Regions from separate parts of the Mus musculus genome. Here all the other regions are linked to region 3. A link is a contact called in public HiChIP or PLAC-seq, Micro-C and promoter capture Hi-C data. All regions are on one chromosome and are shown on one strand. Each heading gives the region's core, a stretch centred on a gene start, on an enhancer-like site or on the middle of the called end of the contact. The rest is flanking DNA. Distances are from core to core; before and after follow the strand shown.

Region 1 (3,875 bases), core at 1,164-3,663, 480 kb after region 3:
GGAAAGTGAACTTTCTCTCTTTCCTAAGTTTGCTGTCCATAAGCATTTAACTTCACTCTTTCTCTAAGTCCCCTTCCCTACCCTTGGCTCTTTCTCTGCAGTGTGGCTGACTCCATGCTAGCCAAACTCAAAGCAATGGCAGACTCTCTTTCTTCGCCACCTCCTTCCCCTATGCAGCCCACGAGGTTCATCGCTTACCTGCTTTGGAACTTTTCTTCTAAACTGAAATGAGATGGGATTCCCTTAGAGTTGGTTCTTAAGTTCTTTTATGGCTGAGTCTGACCCAAGAGCGAACCCTGATTTCCTGCTAACCCCTGGGAATGGAAGTTCCTTCCCTCTTCCACCCCACTGTGTCTGGAACATACTGTATACAATCTGCTGCTATACTAGGCTGCCCAAGACTGCTTATGACTCACCAGCCGGGGATTCGCAGTAAACCTGGGCCCTCCTGCATTCAGCCTGGCAGAGCACGAGCCCAGACATCAGACCGAGAAGAACACCTGCTTCTTTTCCTTCCTCCCACTTGTTTTTCTGCCTCTCAGACTGGCAGCAGAATGTAAATAAAGAGCAAATGCTATTCAGTGTTGAAAAGGGTGTAGGGAGCTTCGTACTGTGCGGTGCAGCCTGTTTCCTAATTTAATTGTATTTATGTGTATATGTATGTATTTAGTGTGTGTACATGCGCGAGAGTGCAAGTTTGCGTATGCAGTCATGCCGTAGAATGTGTCAAGGAGCAATGTCGTGGAGTTAATAATTCTCTGCCTTCACATAGGTTTGGGGGATTGGACTCAGGTTGTCTGGCCTGGACAGGAAGTGCTTTTTTACTGGATTCATCTTGCCAGCCCTAATTTTTATTTATTTAGGTTTGAGCCAGGGTTTTACTGTGTCTCCTGTGTTCAGGAGCTCACTATGTAGACCGGGATGGCTTCAAACACACAGAAATCTATCAACCTGTTTGCCTCCTGCTGAGCACTGGACTTAAAGGTGTGCGCCACCACACCCAGTGTGATTTTTATTTTTAGAATGAGTCCACTTGCTTTATTGAGAGGATCAAAAGTTCAAGTCAGCGTCAGCTGCATAGCGAGACCCTGTCTCGTTAAGAGAGAGGAGGTTGGGAGTGGTGCCCAGGGTCCCAGCACTGTGCTGGGAAGGTTGCGGGAGGAGGATCAGGAGTTCAAGACTCTCCTCAGCTAGATAGCAAATTCCAGACCACCTGGGGCTGCACGAGATCCTAGCCTTAAAAACTAGAGGACACACACACACATGAGAGAGAGAGAGAGAGAGAGAGAGGAGAGAGAGAGAGAGAGAGAGAGGAATATGAATGACTATATGAATACACAGGAGTTGAGGCTCATCTCAAGGAAGTCAGATTCTAATTATTACATCAGCCAGAGGCTGGAAAAGGCACGGTAGCACTTGCTGCCCTTTCAGAGGACTGGAGTTCAGTTCCTAGCACTCAAGTCAGGTGGCTCACAACTGCTTATATACCAGTTCCAGGAGGGTTCTGATACCCTCTTCTACCTTCCATGGGAACCTGTGGTTGTGGTTACATGGTTATATGTGCACACGCAACTCTCACAGAACACCCACAAATTTATATATATATATTAAAGGCTAGGCATGGTAGGGCATACCCTTAATCCCAGTATACTTGGGAGGGAGAAGCAGGTAGGTCTCTGTGAATTCAAGGACAACCTGTTCTATATTAGTGAATTCCAAAACAGCTACATAGTGAGATTGAGCCTGTCTCAATAACAACAAAGATAGTAATAATGAAGGAGGAGGAGGAGGAGGAGAAGATAATTAGAGTGGGTATGATAGAATGTGAGACAAGTAACAGTTGGTAGCCCCTTAACTACTCATGTGCACTAGTTCTTAGTAGGAGTTGTATCAAACCGCCACAAACCGGTGGCCTGACACTGTAAGAATGCAGTATCTGAAACCTGGATCCTGGGAGACTTCACCTCTGGCATCCATTTGCCGCCCACAAAGACCTTGTCGCGTCCCAGCAGGTCAGCCCCACCCTCGCCACCACATTGGCAGAGCACCTTGGGCATTAGAAACCAAGTAATTAGTACTCCAGGGTAGCTTCATTCAGAAAATTACCGCACCAAGGACGAGTCTCATTGAGAACCAGCTTAATTAAAAGACACTTGGTGGATTCCTGTAAGAGATGAGGATGGCGCTTTCCAGAAGTGTAATGGAATGTTTTACTGCATATCAAGTAGTTATTAAATCCTTAATATCCTAATTCCTGAAGAATGCCATTGTCAGGGACAACCACACGCCACAAAGGAGAGAATTGTTCCCTTTTCTTGGCTCCAAAAGCCACAGGAAGTCAGAAGAGGGCTGGGCTCCTCTGGGCTGCCTCCTTCTCTGCCTCTGCTCTGGGTGCAGGAAATGCCAGCTCTCCGGGGAAACCCAGGTTTATCCGGGTATGGCAGCATGCTGCTATAAGCCTTGCCCTCTGGAGATCAGTCATCCTCAGCTACAAGATGAGTCTGAGGCAAGCCTGGGCTCCATGAGACCTTGTCTTGAAACAACAGATTTGGAAAAAAGGAAGAAAAAGTGGTGCAAAAATGTGTTCCTTGCTGTAGGGGGGATTCACTGGCAAACAGGTCTAGGGCACCTATGGGGTTTCTTCTTCTTTCTATTCTTACCCTGTTTTGACACTTATCTCTAACATAATTGTAAACTCCCCAGAGCCTGTGACAAAGTTATGTTACTCAGCAAACAGAGATTTACAGATATAGGGAAGCTCAGGTCTTAGAGAGAGGCCATTCCCCAAGCAGGCTCAGTGACATTGCTGGAATCACAGCAGAAGCTGAGCCTGGCTGGAGATGTGCTGGCGTGGGGACTGGGATCACGTCAGGAGCCAAGGAATGACAGCAGAGGCCAGCAGTGAAAAAAGGCAAGGCCACAGAAAAGAGAGCCATGGCTGCTGGAGAGAGAGGCACAGCCACTGAAGAGAGCCGCTGAAAAGCCACTGCTCTATTGGTGCCTTGGCTAGGACCTCAGTCCTCTAGGTGGTGAGGGGTGTACTCCTGTCTGTCTGTTACATTGGGATGTGAAGCCAACACCCTAGGACAGACATGCATGTGCACACTCACACACACATACACATGCATGCATGCACACACGCACGCACACACGCACACATGCATGCACGAAAGCATATGCATTTGGTGAGGATAGCACATGGTGCACATGTGGAGGTCAGAAGACAACCTCCAGAAATCTGTTCTCGCCTTCTACCATGAGGATCTGGTTGTCAGGCTCCGTGGCACGTGCCTTTATGTGATGTGCCATTTTGCTGGTTGGAACCTGTAACTTTATTCATTGTGGGCTTCGTGGAAGTTCAGCCCATGATCTGACTGAAGACGTCAAGGCACAGGGCTGTGCAGAGTTCATTCTGTTGGGAGTTGCTGGACCCTTTGGTCCTAGCAGCAGTTCATTCACCAAATGCTTCAGTCTGGGCCCTGCCATCTGTCTAGAGTAGGCTGAGGGTGTCTCCAAGGAAGATGAGCTTACAAGGAGTCAGCCATGTGTGGGGCTGGTCTCTTCTGTGTGCTAACCCTCAAAATGACACCGGGAGGCAGTGTTGACTGGGTGGACAGAAGGGCCAGTGATGGGTGCACAGTGTGGGTACCAGTTACTTCTACAAACACACAGACCAGCAGAGCTCACACATGGCGTGCATACAGTGAAAACACACACGGGTAACGAGGTGCACACACAACCTGCACAGATCACATATACACATATAGCTTCACATACAGGTGCACAGAGAGATGTGTACACAGAGATGTACACAGCCGCGCACACCTCATGTGCCACGGAGCTACGGTCTGTGGAAGACAGATGTGCATTGTAGG
Region 2 (3,887 bases), core at 1,030-3,529, 430 kb after region 3:
ATCTGTGAGTAAACCTCCAAACCACACTGCCCTTTCCCCGTGTGGCTGGACAGTCCTGAACATCCACCTTGCCAGCAAGGTTCTGGGGGCTCTGCCTTTTGTCTCATCATGGCTACCGCAGTGAGCCTAGTCTCAGCCCAGACAATGCTTGCCAGTGACTTCAAAGGGGTAGGTTCTGCCAACTGACCCCCAGATGGCTTTACACCCATTAGGGGATTTTAAAAGGTTATCTTGGTTAAGCACTGTTTGTACAGGGCACAAGTCTCTATCTAGAGCATGTGGCACTGTCAAGTGGCAGTGTCAGGAGCCAGCCACCTCTTTACATACAAGAGAAGCACCTCATCTACCAAGCCATCCCAGAGCCGAAAGGCAGAGACAGACAGACAGAAGCCATCCCAGAGCAGAAAAGCAGACAGACAAACAGACCATTCTGTCAACACACACAGCTTACAGGTAAAGAATGGAGTCCACTTCTAAAGACTACCAGGTCTCCCTCGGCTAAGAGGCCTAGACTCCCTATCCTAGCCCCCTACCGGGGAGCCTTCTGCATGGGTCTGCCACTCGCCATCCAAGGCTCTACCCCGGGGCTCCAACCTGCACTGGGCTCACGGCGACACCCAACAGACCTCCATGCTTCCTGTACACCCTAACTCCTGACTGAGGACACTCTGGAATCCCAGTAGTTTTCAGGAACCCCAGAACTTTTCAAAAGTCATATTTGGCTGCTACCCAGCTCAGAACCAGCCCTTCACACTTTGCTTGCCTTGAAGGGCCAAAGCCATGGCTCATGATGAATACAGCCGTGTCGCCAAGCCTGACACTGATTCACGTTGCTGACCCCTAACCAACACCCTGATCTGTCCTACATTTAGCAAACCTTTCCTTGTGTGTGCGAGAGCAGCCCAGCCCGCTCAAAACCTACACCATGTGGCATGGGTCCTCGGCAAGGACTTATACACGGCAGTCAGGACACAGTGGAACTGGGCAACGGAAAAGATTAGGTCTCTTACCCAGTCTTCTCACACCCGAGTTCCCTCGCTTCTCTGAAGGAAAAAAAAAAAAGCTAACCACAGAGCTCTAGCTCAGAGCATGCACATCACGCTAGGGAATGGCATGGGCTCAGCTCAAAAACGTTTTCAACCCCACCGTGGGCCAACACAGGCACCTGCTTGAGCAAGTTGGGAAGACAAAGGTCAAAAGCAAGTGAGAAAGACTGGAGCCGGGGCGCTCCTTCAGAGATCTCCTTTTGGGTCAGACTCCTCTGGATGTTAACTGGGCAAGAGCATCTAGGAATTGGGCAGAGAAGTCCTTTTTTGTCCAAGCATCACCTGTGTGGTCAAGTAGGTAGCCAGCCCCATTACAGGGCCTGACTGCTTCGGTCACTTACCAGCGGGGGTTGAGGCTGCGGATGCTGCCCTGCTCCGGAGGCCGGTGGGTAGGGCATGAGCAGATTGAAGGCAGAGTAGACAGTCTCTTTGTACATGCCACTGGCACACTCCGGGGCCTTCAGGCCTGGAAAAACCACAGCTGGGTCAGACACCAGCCCAGCCAGCTGCTCCTAAGGACTGAAGGCTGTCTGCTCCGGAGGGGGGTTAAAAAAAAAAAAAAAACCCTGCCAAGGGGTCCCCTTCAAGTTCGTGACTTGACAGGGAACAGCGACCTCCGAACGGGTGGAAATATCCGCAAAGGCAAGTTTTTGAGGAAAGACCCCCGAGTCCAGACCTCCACTTCGCGACCGGGACTTGACTCCCTACCCCACCCTCCTGCTTGGGAACCTTAGCCAAGGCTTGCTCCTCAAGGCAAAGGATTAGTCAGTCACCTGGGCTGGAGGGGAGGCGGAGATGGCGGGGGTCTGTTTACTCCTATAAAGGTCAGGGCACCGGAAGTGACTCCAGCTCAGCGGCGCCCGGGAAACCCGCCCCCCACACCCCCACCCCCGGTTCTAGCGCCTTCTTCCCCAGCCGCGCAAAAACTCACCGTCCTCTAGGGACTCTGGAAGTTTGTCCGGGAAAAGTCTCTGCGAAGTGTGCTCCCGTCCCAGGGCCTGCAGAGCGAAGCAGAGGGGCCATGAGGAGCGGAGGGAACAGGAGGGGCTCCAGAGATGGGACCCACGAGGACCGTGGCGCGGGGGGGCGGGTCCGCACGCTACCAACTCGGGACGAGGTCCTCCGGGGAGGAGCGGGCCGGGCTCACCTCGGGCGCTCCCTCGGCTTCTCCATGTACTCGGACGCCGGGACCCGGGACCCCGGCGCCTGCGGCCGCGCCTTCGGACTCATTCACCAGTGAGGACTTGAGCTCTGCCAGGTCCCGCTCCGGGCCCACAGCGCTGTCGCGATTCTTATCGTCCTGTTCCTCGCCTTCGTCTTGGAAGGCCAGCAGCTCGTCGGGCGCGCCGAGGTCGTCGCCTGCGCCCGCGCCGCCCCCGCCCGAGTCCAGCTGCGGCATGGTGCGCTGCGCCCGCCGGGGCGCCGGGTGCGGGGCGCGGAGCCGGCCGGGAAGGCGGCGAGCCCAGGGTGCGGGGCTCCGAGCCCGGAGCGCGGCGGGCGGAGCGCACGCTGACTCCGCCTGAGCGGCCAGTGGGCGCGGGGCGAGGGCGCGGGGCACAGCAGCTTTGGGAGCCGGCGGGTCGGAACATCAAAGGCACCGCGGGCAGCGAGCCGGGGGCGGGGCGGGCGCCGGGGCGGGGCCGCGGTGGGAGGGGCTAACGTCCCAGGCCCCGCCCTCCCCTCCCTGGAGAGACCGGGACAGGCCCACTGGGAATAATCTTAAAGGGCTCGCTCTCCAGCTATTCTCTAACCTGAAATCCATTACTAAACTCTGGAACTCCATTTCCTTAACTATCATACAGCCACAACTTGCGTCCAAGTTGCGGAGAAGGTGGTTCCTTAGACCGGTGGAACCTGTGGATGACTTGGAACCTTGGTGTGAACAGCGTCCTTTGCTCAATCTGGAGGCTTCTTACGTCCCCGGGATACTAGATGGACCCTGACACACACACACACACACACACACACACACACACACACACAAACACCTGCCCTTTTGATCATCCCTGTGCCGATTAGGGACCTTATTCCAGACAGCCTGCTTACATAGACACAAGCATTAGCGCCTCACACATTTATTGAGCTCCTGCCTGTTGTTGCATGTGCAAATCAAACACTATAAATATATGACATGTGGTGGCTCGAGGCGAGGAAGGATCGTGGCCACTCACGTGGTTTCTCCAGCCCGCTATGACTTTTTCAACTAAGTTCGACGCTTAGAACCTGCTGTCCAGGAACTGAGACTTCCGGCGGCCACATGGGTCACGAAATTCTCTCTTGGGGTCTTTAGGCAGCTGCTCAGTCTGGGAAGTTGCATCCGGAGCCCATTGACTCAGACGCTAGTTAAGGCCGCGTCTTCAGTGGCATCTCCTTGGCACCCAGCATCGAATTCACCACGACCGATCACTGTTTCTGTAAGACACTAGGCCCTTTGGATAGCCATGCAGTAAACTGAAGGTCGCACACCTCCGCCTCAAGAACGTTTCGGTGTTGGAGTCAATGTAGACCTCTTCCACCTCTTGGGAAAGCAGTTGAAACAACAGTGGGTAATTTGTGAAGGAGGACACTGGCCGCCTCTCCGACTCCCGGCCCCACAGGACCCCTGGCAGCGGCGCAAAGCCGGCCGGAAGACAGCCGCACCGCCCCTCCCGGTCCAGGCCCAGCCTGCCTGGCGGAGGATCAAAGAGACCAGGCCTTGCTTCTCAGCGCTCAGATCCTATCAGCGCCCTGCCAGCGGGGCTTCTGAGTCCTCCAGCTCCCAGCCGGGATGCCCGTTTCACCTCCTTCTCAGCGATGGGGGGCTTGGCCATTAATGCTGAGCTTGGCAATAGAGATGCGGTG
Region 3 (3,479 bases), core at 259-2,758:
ATCCGGCAGAAGGACTGCAGCAATGTTTGGTGGGGGCGGGGGCTGCAATGTCACTCATTTTGGGGTCAGGTGCGTGTGTCCCAGGCAGGGCCCTCCACTTGTCTGCTGCTCTTAGGTACCACCCAGAGTTTTAGTAAGGGCGGAGGGAAGAGGGGGGAGCTGCAGAGTCGTCCCTGAAGCGGGACGCGAACCAGCAGAGTTGGGAGAAGGTAAACAAGGGCCACGCCCCCTGCCGTCGCCCCGCGAGCGCGCACCCGCCGCTCCGGCCGTCGCCGGTACATTTCCACTCTCGCGGTGCCTCTCCCCCACCGGACTCCCGCGCAGCACCGGAGAGCTGCTGTCCACTACCCCAGTATGCACCCTGGCTGCCTGGACTGCGCACCCAGCACTCACCTGGGAACGTTGTCCCCCGCCCCTTAAGAAGAAAAAAAAAAAAAACTAATTTGTGCAATGCCTCTGAACCCAAGAACCGAGCATGCTGCCCCCGCGTGCAGCTCCCTCGTGCACCCAGCCTGGAAAGGGGGCGCAGGGCGGAGGCGGTGGCCCCCGGAAGGTGTCTAGGACTGGACCGGCTGCACGTGAGCCCAGTGCGGGGTCATGTGCATCGGCTCAGCCCGGTTCGGCACCCGGACGTGCTGCGTATCAACAAAATGAAACTCGGGAGACAGAAGGGCAGATAGCTCCAGGTTTCCCGTGCCCCGGTGCCCGCCACTCAGCCTCCCCACCCCGCACCCCGGTAGCGCCGCAGCCCCTCGGGCCGGCCGGAGCCCGCGAGGCAAGTTGCAGCCCCAGCGCCCCCACCCGCCCGCGCCCCCTCGCCGGCCCAGGGGCGCTTTGCCGCAGTCATTAATAAAGAAGGTCGCCAGGCTCACCCTTCCAAAAGTTGTTGCATGCGCCCCTCTCAGCCTCCCCGCACTGTACTCTTTAAAACACGGCTGACCAACATGCGCAATCTCTCTCCCCAGTGCTGTGCGTCCCCCCCCCCCACCCCCCGCGCTGGCTTCCTAGAACAGGCAGCCAGCGAGAGAGGGAGCGAGCGAGCAAGAGAGAGGGAGCGAGGAGCACTGGCAGATCTGTTGAAAAAAAAAAAAAGCCCACAAAATAATGCCGTGGAGATGCGCAGGGCCCATCCGCTGGGGGCTGGCTCTTACCTTGCTCCGCGGTGCCCTCCCGAGGGGCGCTGCCCTCGGCTACGCGCGGCGGCGGGGGCCGGCGCGGGAAGGATGCTCCCGAAGCCAGGAGCTCCTGGGGCCGGCGCGGGAGGGCGGGGGGCGCGCATCCATCCGGGGTCGTGGCGAGGGAGGCGACCGGGCCGCGGCGCCCCCCAAGCCCCGCACCCCTGCTGGGAAGATGGTCAGCCCTCCAGCTCAGAGCTGGTGCCACTAGGAGTGGGCGCAAAGTAACTCCATGGACGCTACTCACCCCCCAAAAAAATAGCCTCCAACTGCGATGGCCGCGGTCGGCACCATTCACCAACCCCCTGTGTATGTTTCTGTTTCTTTTTAAACCAAGACTTCCTTGTGATCTCTTTAGAGGGGGAAAAAATGTGTTGGGGTGGGGGTGGGGTGGGGTGGGGGCGGGCAAGAAGAGAGGGAGGGGGAGTAGCCACTTTTTTCTAATTCACTCGGATCTCCGCTCCCGGCACCCCCCTGTCGTGTTCCCCCCCCCCTTCCCAGTTGTTTGGCTCCGGCGACAGTCCCAGGTAGCGTTGCGGCCCCCCCGGGGGGGTGCCCTACACGGTCACCCGCCCGCCTGCACGCGGGCCCGGACTCCTCGTGGACTCCGGGGCGCCCCCAACCCGCCCTGTCCCCAGGGCCGGGCCCGAGCGCCGGCTGAGCCCGTGCAAGTCCCATCAGGTCGGCTCACACTTCACACACTCACACACATACCCCGCCCCTCCACTCGCTCACTCACACTTTCTGCTCACACCCCGCCCCCTTCGCGCCCCAGACCCAGGCGGAGCCCCCCACAACCTTTAAAAAAAAAAAAAAGCAAGCTTATACTTAAAAAAATCTTTTGGCGCCATATTAATGACGTACTTAAAATTTGCCATTTCTCCCTGCGTCAAAAAGACGTTTCTTTGCAAATAACAGCTTGGAGGCGACACTCGCGGAGGAAACGAGGCTTGCACGGAGTACCCAGCTCGCCCGCCCCACCCCCAGGGACTCTGGTGCTGGAAGACCCTCGCCCTCCGCCCGGTTTCGGAATCACTGGTTTTAAAATCGAAATCGAATAAATCGCGTGGCGTTTTTTGCAGCGCCAGAAGTGAGCAGAAAGTGCTGGCAGGAGTGCAGGGGAGGGGCGCGCAAGGGGCTGGGGGAGGGGGCGCGGTCCTCCTCCCCCACCCACACCAAATGCAAACTAGCATCCTAGGCAGGGAAAGTTGAAATTGTGGGCGACCTCCGGAAGAGAGGGGCTGTCCTTAAGGGGAGGGGGTCCCTTCTTGGGCTTGTTGCCCCCTCCCCCTCGCGGGTGCCTCCTGGCGCCTGGTGCTGCCCTGCATTTCCGGAGGGGGGGTGAGGCGCACTGTGATGGGTGGGTGGCTAGCAGGGTGGCAACATGTCCTAGCCTCAGGAGGAGTTTGCCCCGGGGTACCCCCTTCCTTCTGCCTCGTGCATCTTATAGCCGCAAAGGGTTAAAAACCGAGGGGCAACTTCCCAGGGCTGGTACTTGGCAGAGAAGCGGGGCGCCCCTCTCCCCACCCTCTCGTTCTCGCCCCTCCTCCTCCGACTCCACTTCCCGACTTGACCTTGTGGTGCACAAACAGTGCTCTCCAATCCTCGCAGTTTCTGGAAGAAGAGCCTGCGCTCGCCAGGCGGGCGGGCTGTCGGGCGGCTAGCCGGCAGTGGCGGAGCCTTGGGTCGGTTCCCTGAGCTGCGGGCCACACCCACCCAACCCGCTGTGCCTGGGGAGCTCACCTTCTCTCTAGGAAGGAAAAGGGCAGGCCTCCTGGAGGGGTAGGCACGTGGGGGGCAACCTTTTGCCTCCTGGGAATGCTCCAGCTGGGGAGGTTGGCTAGCTTTGGACTGAGGTTTGGGGAAGCCTGGCCCTGCAACCCTAAGGCATCTCTCATCTCCAGCATCCCTAAGGCATCTCTTCTCACCCTTGCCAATGTATTCTACCCCTTCCAAGATAATCCAATGATTTCCCCCCCAACTCACCTTTGTTTTTGAAGGCAGGTGGATGAGTTTCAAATCCCTTTCCCTTTCCAAGACTGAAGTTTGTTTATTTTTCCTTTCCCCTCCACCCCCAAACCCCCTTGCATGCAAAGATAAATATTCAATTTACATAAGATGACATTTATGTGACAATTAAGAAGATTCCCCGACGGAATGTTGTGAACACATTTGCTTATAGGAGAAATAAATCTAATAATGAACAAACTCAAAACAGCTCAGATCCTCTGACAGGGAGATTGTCTCTGCAACAAAGAGGGACATGAGGAACCAAGAGCTTTCTGCAGCAGGAGAACTCAAGGA
Region 4 (3,503 bases), core at 550-3,049, 270 kb after region 3:
TCCTCTTCTGTATGTCTGAAGACAGCTACATTGTAGTCATACATGAGATAATTTTTTTTAAGTGGGTTGAGCTGCTATGTGGGTGATGAGCCAAATTCAGCTCCTCTACAAGAGCAGCAGTTACTCTTAACTGCTCAGCCATCTCTGCAGCCCCTCCCACTGTATTCTGTGATTGTGCATGGAATTCAGGGTCTCTGTCGTCTCAGTGTGCAGCAAGAGTGAATTGACCTTGTGATCCTCATTGCTGCACTCTGCTTTTACACCAAGAAACAACAGTCTACAGCTCCCAGTGTAGCCAGATGGACGGCTGCTGCTGCTCCTGGCTGCTGCATCCTCTGCTTGTTTCGTCTCCAGTGTCTCTTTCGCTGACTCTGTGGGCTCTGTAGGCCCATGGCTGATGTACTTTTCTCACCCGTCTTCATAAGACAGTCAGTCTCTGGGTGTCTCTTCTCATGCACAGTCATGAATGTGTGTTTCCCCATCCCCAACCTCATTAAGTAGTAGTTCTCAGTCTCCAGTCTGAGCTGCTGGAAGCTGGAAGGTTGCTTTGAATCCCCATCTGTTGTTCTTTTTGGATGGTCATACCAGCTGTGCTGAGACTCACTATGTGGCAGAGGTAAGCTTTGAATTCCCATTCCTGCCTCCACCTCCAACCAGCTGGCATTATGATGCACACCACTACAACTGACCTCTCTTACATACATTGATGTACAGATAGGTGTTTGTGGTGTGTGTGTGTGTGTGTGTGTGTGTGTGTGTGTGTGTGTGTGTGTGGTATACCAACAGAGATTCACTGTGTAGCCCTGGAAATTGTTATGTAGTACAGGCTGGCCTTGAATGCACAGAGATTCAAATAGCTGTAATTAAGGCATTCACCACCATACACCCAGGCTTTTGGGGGTTGGAGGGTTGCATGAGGGAAAGGTACAATGCATTCCTGAAAGCCAGTATCGATAGAGGCCAGAAGAGGGCGTTGGATCCTCTTGGAGCTAGGGTTACAGGTAGTTGTGAGCCTCCAAGCTCTGAGCTTCTGAGAAATGAACCGGGGAAGGACCCTGTAAGAGCAGTCAGCACTCTTAGCTGCTGAGCCACCATCCTTCCAGCCTGTCTCAGAGGTTTCCTTAAAACAGAATCTTAAGGATTGTCTTTGTAGGACTTGAGTTTCCAAGTTTATCTCAGGGTAGGAGGAGGTATGCAGAACACTAGAAATCAGAAACCAGCACTTTAAAAATAGGACTGTGGGTATGTGAGGCTTTTGAAATGAGATTATTTGCTTAAGCTACCTAGAAACACTAGAACATTTCTGTCTTCGGCCTGAGTGGCAGATGGCCCTGCGTCAGAAGCACAGCATAAAGTGATTTGCCGTTTCCACCAATTGCTCAGTTTGGTGCTGGGATCCCGGGGCACAGCTGGCATAATGAACTAGCTTACATCAGTACTCCATGCAGAAGGAAGAATCCCTGAAGACGGTAAGTGAATGCAGAGGAGTCAAGAGCAGTGATACCGAAGCTGCTGCTGAGAGAGGAGTTGCATAGCCCCGAGCTTTCACTGTGCCAGACACTTTGTGTGGCATACTTTAGTTGCGAATCAGCTTGATTCAGAGCAGTGAAGGGCCTGCTACAAGAGCATTCTCAGGGAGACCTTGGCTTTCAAGCGCCCCTACCTTTGCTGGAATTATTTAGTGGGCTTTGAAGGGCAGGCACATAGCTTTCAAGTTTAGAGAAAGTGACCTGTGTTTTGTGACTGGACCTTAGGGAGACATGAAGGAAGCTTTGCGGGCTGGCTCTTGTGACTATTGGCACAAGTCACAGATCCTGTGCTCCAGAGTTTGTGCCCAGAACTCCCTGTCTCAATGGCACCTATTTGAACTAGGTTTTATTTATACTACTTGTGGTGCACATGCATGGAGGTCAGAGACAACCTGTAGTAATTCCTTCTACCATATGAGTGTGAGGGAAGTTCAGGTGGTCATCAGGCTGTGAGTTTCTCCTGCTTGTCTCTACACCATGTGCTTGTGGTGCCCAGAATGGCCAGAAGACATTATTGATTTTTCCAGAGGCACCTAGTATGAGTGCTGGAAACTGATTTCAGGTCCCCTACAAGGGCAGCAAATGCTCTTAATCACTGAGCCATCTCTCCAGCCCCTATCTCAATTGACTTTGTGTGTGTTTGTGCACACATGCACCCACACAGTACATGCACATATGTGCACATGGGAGTGCAGGTGCCTGAGGAATCCACAAGAGGGTGTCGTATCCCCTGGAACTAGAGCTACTGATTGTGAGTAGTCCCATATGAATGGTGGGGACTGACCTTGGGTCCTCTACAAGAGCAGCGTGTACTCTTAATTTTGGAGCTGGTCATTGATTAATATTGCAAAGCACAGCCAGACCAACGCCTCTCTGTATCCTGCATTCACAGCTACCAGCCTGCAGCAGCGGCACCTCTAACCTTGGCCTGCACTGGACTATCCTACCAGCATGCAAACACAGCTCTCTATGCTCCTGGAAACAAACGCCTTAAGCGCCTGCCCCTTCCTGTGCTCCCATAAGCAAAACTTGAAAGAGCATCTTGGGGGCTGGAGCTGGGGCTTGGTGGCAGGGCGCCTGCCCACTGTGTGCAAGGCCTTGGTTTCATCCCCAGTTCCGTGGAAAACAAATCTCAGACCACCTTGTCTTCTGTTTGTTCTTTTTGATTTATTTTTATTTTTAAATCTATGTTTGTGTTTATCTGTGATACAGATTTGTACGTGTGGGTGTGTACACATACACTTAAATTGCCCATAGAGGCCAGAAGATGGCATCAGATTCCCTGGAACTGGAGTTGAAGATAATTGTGAGTAGGTGTCAGGTCCTCTGGAATAACAGCCAGTACCTTCTTCCTTCCTTCCTTCCTTCCTTCCTTCCTTCCTTCCTTCCTTCCTTTCTTCCTAAGACAGGGTTTTGCTCTACACCAGGCCAGTCTACAACTCCAGGTCCTCTTTCCTACCTTAGCCTCCCAGGTGCTGGGCTTATGAGGTCATATCAGCTCATCATATCAATCATATTAATCTACAATTAAGATTAAGATTACAGGAAAGTATGTGAAATAACAGAAATAACCCTTTTCTTGAGAGAGCTTTTTGTTGTGTTTACTACGAATAGTTTTTGCTGGACTGATTTCTGCCTTGTCTTGTCAAGTTTACTGAGAGAGATGATCATCAATGAACAATCTGTCAATGCAGATTTAATAATTTCAAAATAATATCTTGACACTTTGAAAAACTTGATAAAGTATGAATTATAAACACAAAGTCTATCTATGTCATTTAATTAGTGTAACAAAGCTGTTTTGATTTGTGTGATCTCTATAGTCAGTTCATGGATAGATCCATGCAGACGAGTTCAATCATGGATTTTATTACAGATTTTGAAAGTTCCCCTGTGTGGGTTTTAGTTTACTTAGCCGTAAAACCCAAAAGACAGTTGGACAGGATTTGATTGACAGGATTTGATTGACATTAA
Region 5 (3,808 bases), core at 1,140-3,639, 460 kb after region 3:
AAAAATGGAGGCACAGAGAAATCAAGTGGCTAACAGGAGAACAAACAGTGACAAGTTGGTCACTGTCCAGGCCTGGACAGACATATAGAGAGCCATGGACCCCTGTCTTATGGGGCAGCCTCACAGGTGGAAAAGACCAGTACCACAAAAGAAAAAAAAGACAAAATCTTGCTTTGGTCTTTGGCAGCTTCATGACCCCAGGGATTGGACTTAACTTCTGAGCTGGGATTAGAGTTTCGAGCTTTGAGCTGCAGAGAATGAGAATTCTGCCTCACCCCAGCCCTGGAACCCAGAATCTGAATCTTAGGAACTTCATGATTTGACACCCCTCCCCCAAACACACACTCCCGTCCTGCCCTACAGAACCTGGCTATATGATCTTGAACTTTTAGCATCCTCCTGCCTCTGTCTCCGGAGTGTTGAGTCTACCAATGAGTGCCAGCATATCTGGCTATGATCTCACTTTCAGAGCCCAAGGCTTTATGTGGAGACAGCAAGGTCAGAGGTTCAAGAGAGACCTTGACATGTCAAATTCGAGAGCATCCTGGGATACAAGAGGCCCTTTCTTATGAGGCATGTAAAATGGCTTCTTGAGTCAAAACCTTTGTCACCATGCCTGATGACCTGGGTTAGTGTCCTGGAACCACAGGGTAGAACAAGAGAACTGAGTCCTGAAAGTTGTCCTCTGATGTCTACTCATTCACTGTGGCATGAGCATGCCTTTGACCCCCAACATACACACGTTATATATACACACACAACATACACACGTCATATACATACACACACAACACACACATATACACACAATGGTGATAGAAATGAAATTTGAACAAAGGAACTCACACAATATGTACTCACTGATAAGTGGATATTAGCCCAAAACCTAGGATACCCAAGATATAAGATACAATTTGCTAAACACATGAAACTCAAGAAAAATGAAGACTGAAGTGTGGACACTATGCCCCTCCTTAGAAGTGGGAACAAAACACCCATGGAAGGAGTTACAGAGACAAAGTTTGGAGCTGAGACTAAAGGATGGACCATGTAGAGACTGCCATATCCAGGGATCCACCCCATAATCAGCTTCCAAACGCTGACACCATTGCATACACTAGCAAGATTTTATCGAAAGGACCCAGATATAGCTGTCTCTTGTGAGACTATGCCGGGGCCTAGCAAACACAGAAGTGGATGCTCACAGTCAGCTATTGGATGGATCACAGGGCTCCCAATGGAGGAGCTAGAGAAAGTACCCAAGGAGCTAAAGGGATCTGCAACCCTATAGGTGGAACAACATTATGAACTAACCAGTACCCCGGAGCTCTTGACTCTAGCTGCATATGTATCAAAAGATGGCCTAGTCGGCCATCACTGCAAAGAGAGGCCCATTGGACACGCAAACTTTATATGCCCCAGTACAGGGGAACGCCAGGGCCAAAAAGGGTGAGTGGGTGGGTAGGGGAGTGGGGGTGGGTGGGTATGGGGGATTTTTGGTATAGCATTGGAAATGTAAATGAGCTAAATACCTAATAAAAAATGGAAAAAAAAAAGAAATGAAATTTGAAAGTTTTTCTCTTTAAGGAAACTGTCTTTGTTGGGCTGTGGTAGCACTCGCCTTCAATCCCAGCACTCAGGAGGCAAAGGCAGATGGATCTCTGAGTCTAAGGCCAATCTGGTCTACAGAGTAAATTCCAGGATAGCCAGGAGTACACGGAGAAACCCTGTCTTGAAAACCCAAAACCAAAACAAATGAAAAAAGAAAAAGAGAACGACAAGAAAAGAAACACTGTCTATAAATAAATAAATAAATAAATAAATAAATAAATGGGGTAAAGCTATTAGCTCACTCTGTGTATACAGGATAGGGCCACAGTTAAGTCAGCTGCTGGTGCCCAACACTTGCCCTATTGGGGAGCCTAACCTGGAAGTTTCTATAGGACTCTTTTTCTTTCATGGGTTTGAAACTGGGAGAGGAGAGGAGAGGAGCCCCTATCCATGGTCCCTCAGGAAGCTTATGCCAACAGCAACGTTCTTGTACAGAGCGGACCCCTTGACCTCAAGTAGGGCAAAAGAGGACACCACCAGTTTCCAAGGACCTAGCAATGGCTTACTTTTTTTTTTCTTCTTTTAAATGAGGGCCAGTGGGGACTGTGACTACAGATGCCCTCCATCTCTGATGGCGCATTCTTATCGAGGGCGACCGACCACAATGAGCAGCCTTTGAGAGACCGCAGCTCAGCTGGCTTTGATGTCACCTGGCCTGTGGCCTGCCTGTGTGGATGCAGCGATCCTTCTACCCGGCCACACGCCCACTGGGCCCCGCACACCCTGCAAGCAGCTGGAAGTCAGGCTTCACAGCCACTGTGAGAAGCCCCCACCGCAGGCCACTCTAACATCACTCACAGCTTCCAGTGCCTGCCCAAGTTCAAACAGGAAGCCTGGGTTTTTCCTGTGTTGACGACAGCTTGTGTTCTCTTTCTGTTCAGCTCTGGGGCGCCCTGATGGCTTGGGCTCCTGGGGATGAATGTTTGAGGGTATCAGTGTGCTTCGGGGTCTTTCTGGCAAAAGTCTCAGCAGAACCACTTCTTCCGGGAAGGCTGGGCAAAGGCCTGGAGGGTGGTCTAGATCATCAATTGCTTTGCCGGTGAAAGCGGACTCTGGCCAAGCACTTAGTGAGCCTGCAGTACACACATGTTCTATCAATCCTCACTGAAGTCGCATGTCTGCAGACAAGCCAGGCTCTTTGCATGTTCCTGGGATACCACCTGCTCTGTGCCCGTGGCCTAGACAGTCACCCAGGAGGTATCTCCTGGCTTTCCTCTTCCTCATTCCCTTCCCCAGCGGAGACAAAGACTGCCTGTCTCTTTTCCTCGGTGTCCCCGCGTGCAGCCCCTCCCCCTGGCACCTATGAGGGTCTTCCTCCACTATGTCTTCACAGTTCTGCCTCATCTCTTTCCACCCACAGACCACTTGATGGTGGTCAAAGCATCTTCCTCAGATGCCCGAGGGACCGTGTCAAAACCAGACATCTTTGCTTCTCATCCTTGCCCACCTCCTGTGTGCTGAGTCTGAACGCCCTACTATGGAGTCCTTCATCCATAGGAGCCTTCGACCTCCTTGAACGCACCCTTGCCTCTGTTTGTGCTGATGGCACCCAGGCCTTTGTGGGTCCCTAAAGAGGCCACAGTCTTATTAGTTTCCTGGGCTGACTGCATGGTTCTGACTGAGCCTGCTTGTCCCTGTCCTCTGTAGTATGCCAGTTCTTACCCTCTGTTGACCCCTGTCACTCTCCTCTGATATTAGCTTGCTGGATGGCTGACTGGTTTTAATATAGGGTCTCTTGTAGTCCAGCTTGACCCCTAATTTACTATATAGCAGACGATGACCTTGAACTCTCTGATCCATTGGTGCTTCCTCCCAAGTGCTGGGACAACAATATTTGCCCCCACACCAGATTTGATCTCTTTTCTCTGCATGTGTATGATAATCCATTCTGCAAGCATCCTCTTCAGGGGTCTCTAACCCCAGAAGGCAGGGATTGGATGTGGCTTCCTGTCTGAAGATCAGCCCCACCCTGCTTGGTTAAGAGGAGCCCTTCACGGTTGGGAGTGGAGAGGGGCCCAGGCACTGAGACCCCCCCTGCCTAACTCCCCGTTGGAGCATGTGAGTATGTTTTCCTGAAATGAGGCCTTTCCGTAGCTCAGCCTGCCTGCTCTCACCACATTTGGGCCTCTGTGGAAACATAACATAGGTTCCCAAGGGAGGGCTGAAGAGATAACCTGGTAACATTTAATGTGCATTA

What was found. Promoter capture Hi-C pulls out the DNA fragments that hold promoters and counts their contacts. Hi-C and Micro-C count contacts between places; a contact is called where the count stands out from the background. HiChIP or PLAC-seq counts read pairs in DNA pulled down with a chosen protein or histone mark.
Region 1: a contact with region 3 is called in an HNF4G HiChIP or PLAC-seq map of pancreatic cancer cells. The contact joins the enhancer-like site here to the promoter of Jade2 in region 3. A contact is called at or near these places in 11 of 39 promoter capture datasets (the 3T3-L1 cell line, the C10 cell line, the HPC-7 cell line and 7 more), 2 of 484 Hi-C or Micro-C datasets (the N1E-115 cell line and embryonic stem cells), 7 of 115 datasets of contacts at active chromatin or transcription factors (bone marrow-derived macrophages, embryonic stem cells, large pre-B cells and 3 more) and 1 of 9 other capture datasets (embryonic stem cells).
Region 2: a contact with region 3 is called in a Micro-C map of embryonic stem cells, with 2.1 times the contacts expected there. The contact joins the promoter of Tcf7 here to the promoter of Jade2 in region 3. A contact is called at or near these places in 2 of 39 promoter capture datasets (the C10 cell line and pre-B cells), 4 of 484 Hi-C or Micro-C datasets (CD4 T cells and embryonic stem cells) and 4 of 115 datasets of contacts at active chromatin or transcription factors (the SCID.adh cell line, astrocytes, double positive thymocytes and 1 more).
Region 4: a promoter capture Hi-C map of trophoblast stem cells shows a contact between it and region 3, with 4 times the contacts expected there. The contact joins the enhancer-like site here to the promoter of Jade2 in region 3. A contact is called at or near these places in 10 of 39 promoter capture datasets (the 3T3-L1 cell line, the C10 cell line, the HPC-7 cell line and 6 more), 2 of 115 datasets of contacts at active chromatin or transcription factors (large pre-B cells and stem cell-derived neural progenitor cells) and 1 of 9 other capture datasets (embryonic stem cells).
Region 5: an H3K27ac HiChIP or PLAC-seq map of large pre-B cells shows a contact between it and region 3, with 3 times the contacts expected there. The contact joins the enhancer-like site here to the promoter of Jade2 in region 3. A contact is called at or near these places in 4 of 39 promoter capture datasets (the C10 cell line, cranial neural crest and liver) and 2 of 115 datasets of contacts at active chromatin or transcription factors (bone marrow-derived macrophages and large pre-B cells).

The regions. Positions count from the first base shown.
Region 1 is chr11:52,335,683-52,339,557 of GRCm38.p6, forward strand. No RefSeq gene overlaps it. Among named protein-coding and RNA genes, the nearest start is that of Gm51894, 21 kb to the right of the region's middle. Within about 2 kb of position 2,414, at least 69 of the 459 cell types and tissues checked have an H3K27ac peak or open chromatin away from gene starts, as enhancers often do. A contact at or near this core is called in the HPC-7 cell line, the N1E-115 cell line, pancreatic cancer cells and 3 more, where this site is marked.
Region 2 is chr11:52,280,735-52,284,621 of GRCm38.p6, forward strand. Tcf7 (transcription factor 7, T cell specific) reads right to left here and starts at 2,280. Exons shown (of 11, transcript NM_001313981.1): 1 at 2,194-2,280; 2 at 1,978-2,044; 3 at 1,388-1,512. The coding sequence starts at 1,483.
Region 3 is chr11:51,856,160-51,859,638 of GRCm38.p6, forward strand. It overlaps Jade2 (jade family PHD finger 2), which reads right to left and starts at 1,509. Exons shown (of 13, transcript NM_001357588.2): 1 at 1,152-1,509. The coding sequence starts at 1,279. Gm30110 (a long non-coding RNA gene) reads left to right here. Exons shown (of 2, transcript XR_388628.2): 2 at 1-438.
Region 4 is chr11:52,128,427-52,131,929 of GRCm38.p6, forward strand. No RefSeq gene overlaps it. Among named protein-coding and RNA genes, the nearest start is that of Mir3061, 3.4 kb to the left of the region's middle. Within about 2 kb of position 1,800, at least 8 of the 459 cell types and tissues checked have an H3K27ac peak or open chromatin away from gene starts, as enhancers often do. A contact at or near this core is called in trophoblast stem cells, where this site is marked.
Region 5 is chr11:52,316,287-52,320,094 of GRCm38.p6, forward strand. It overlaps Gm30217 (a long non-coding RNA gene), which reads left to right. Exons shown (of 3, transcript XR_388631.3): 3 at 2,143-2,434. Among named protein-coding and RNA genes, the nearest start is that of Gm30217, 11 kb to the left of the region's middle. Within about 2 kb of position 2,390, at least 69 of the 459 cell types and tissues checked have an H3K27ac peak or open chromatin away from gene starts, as enhancers often do.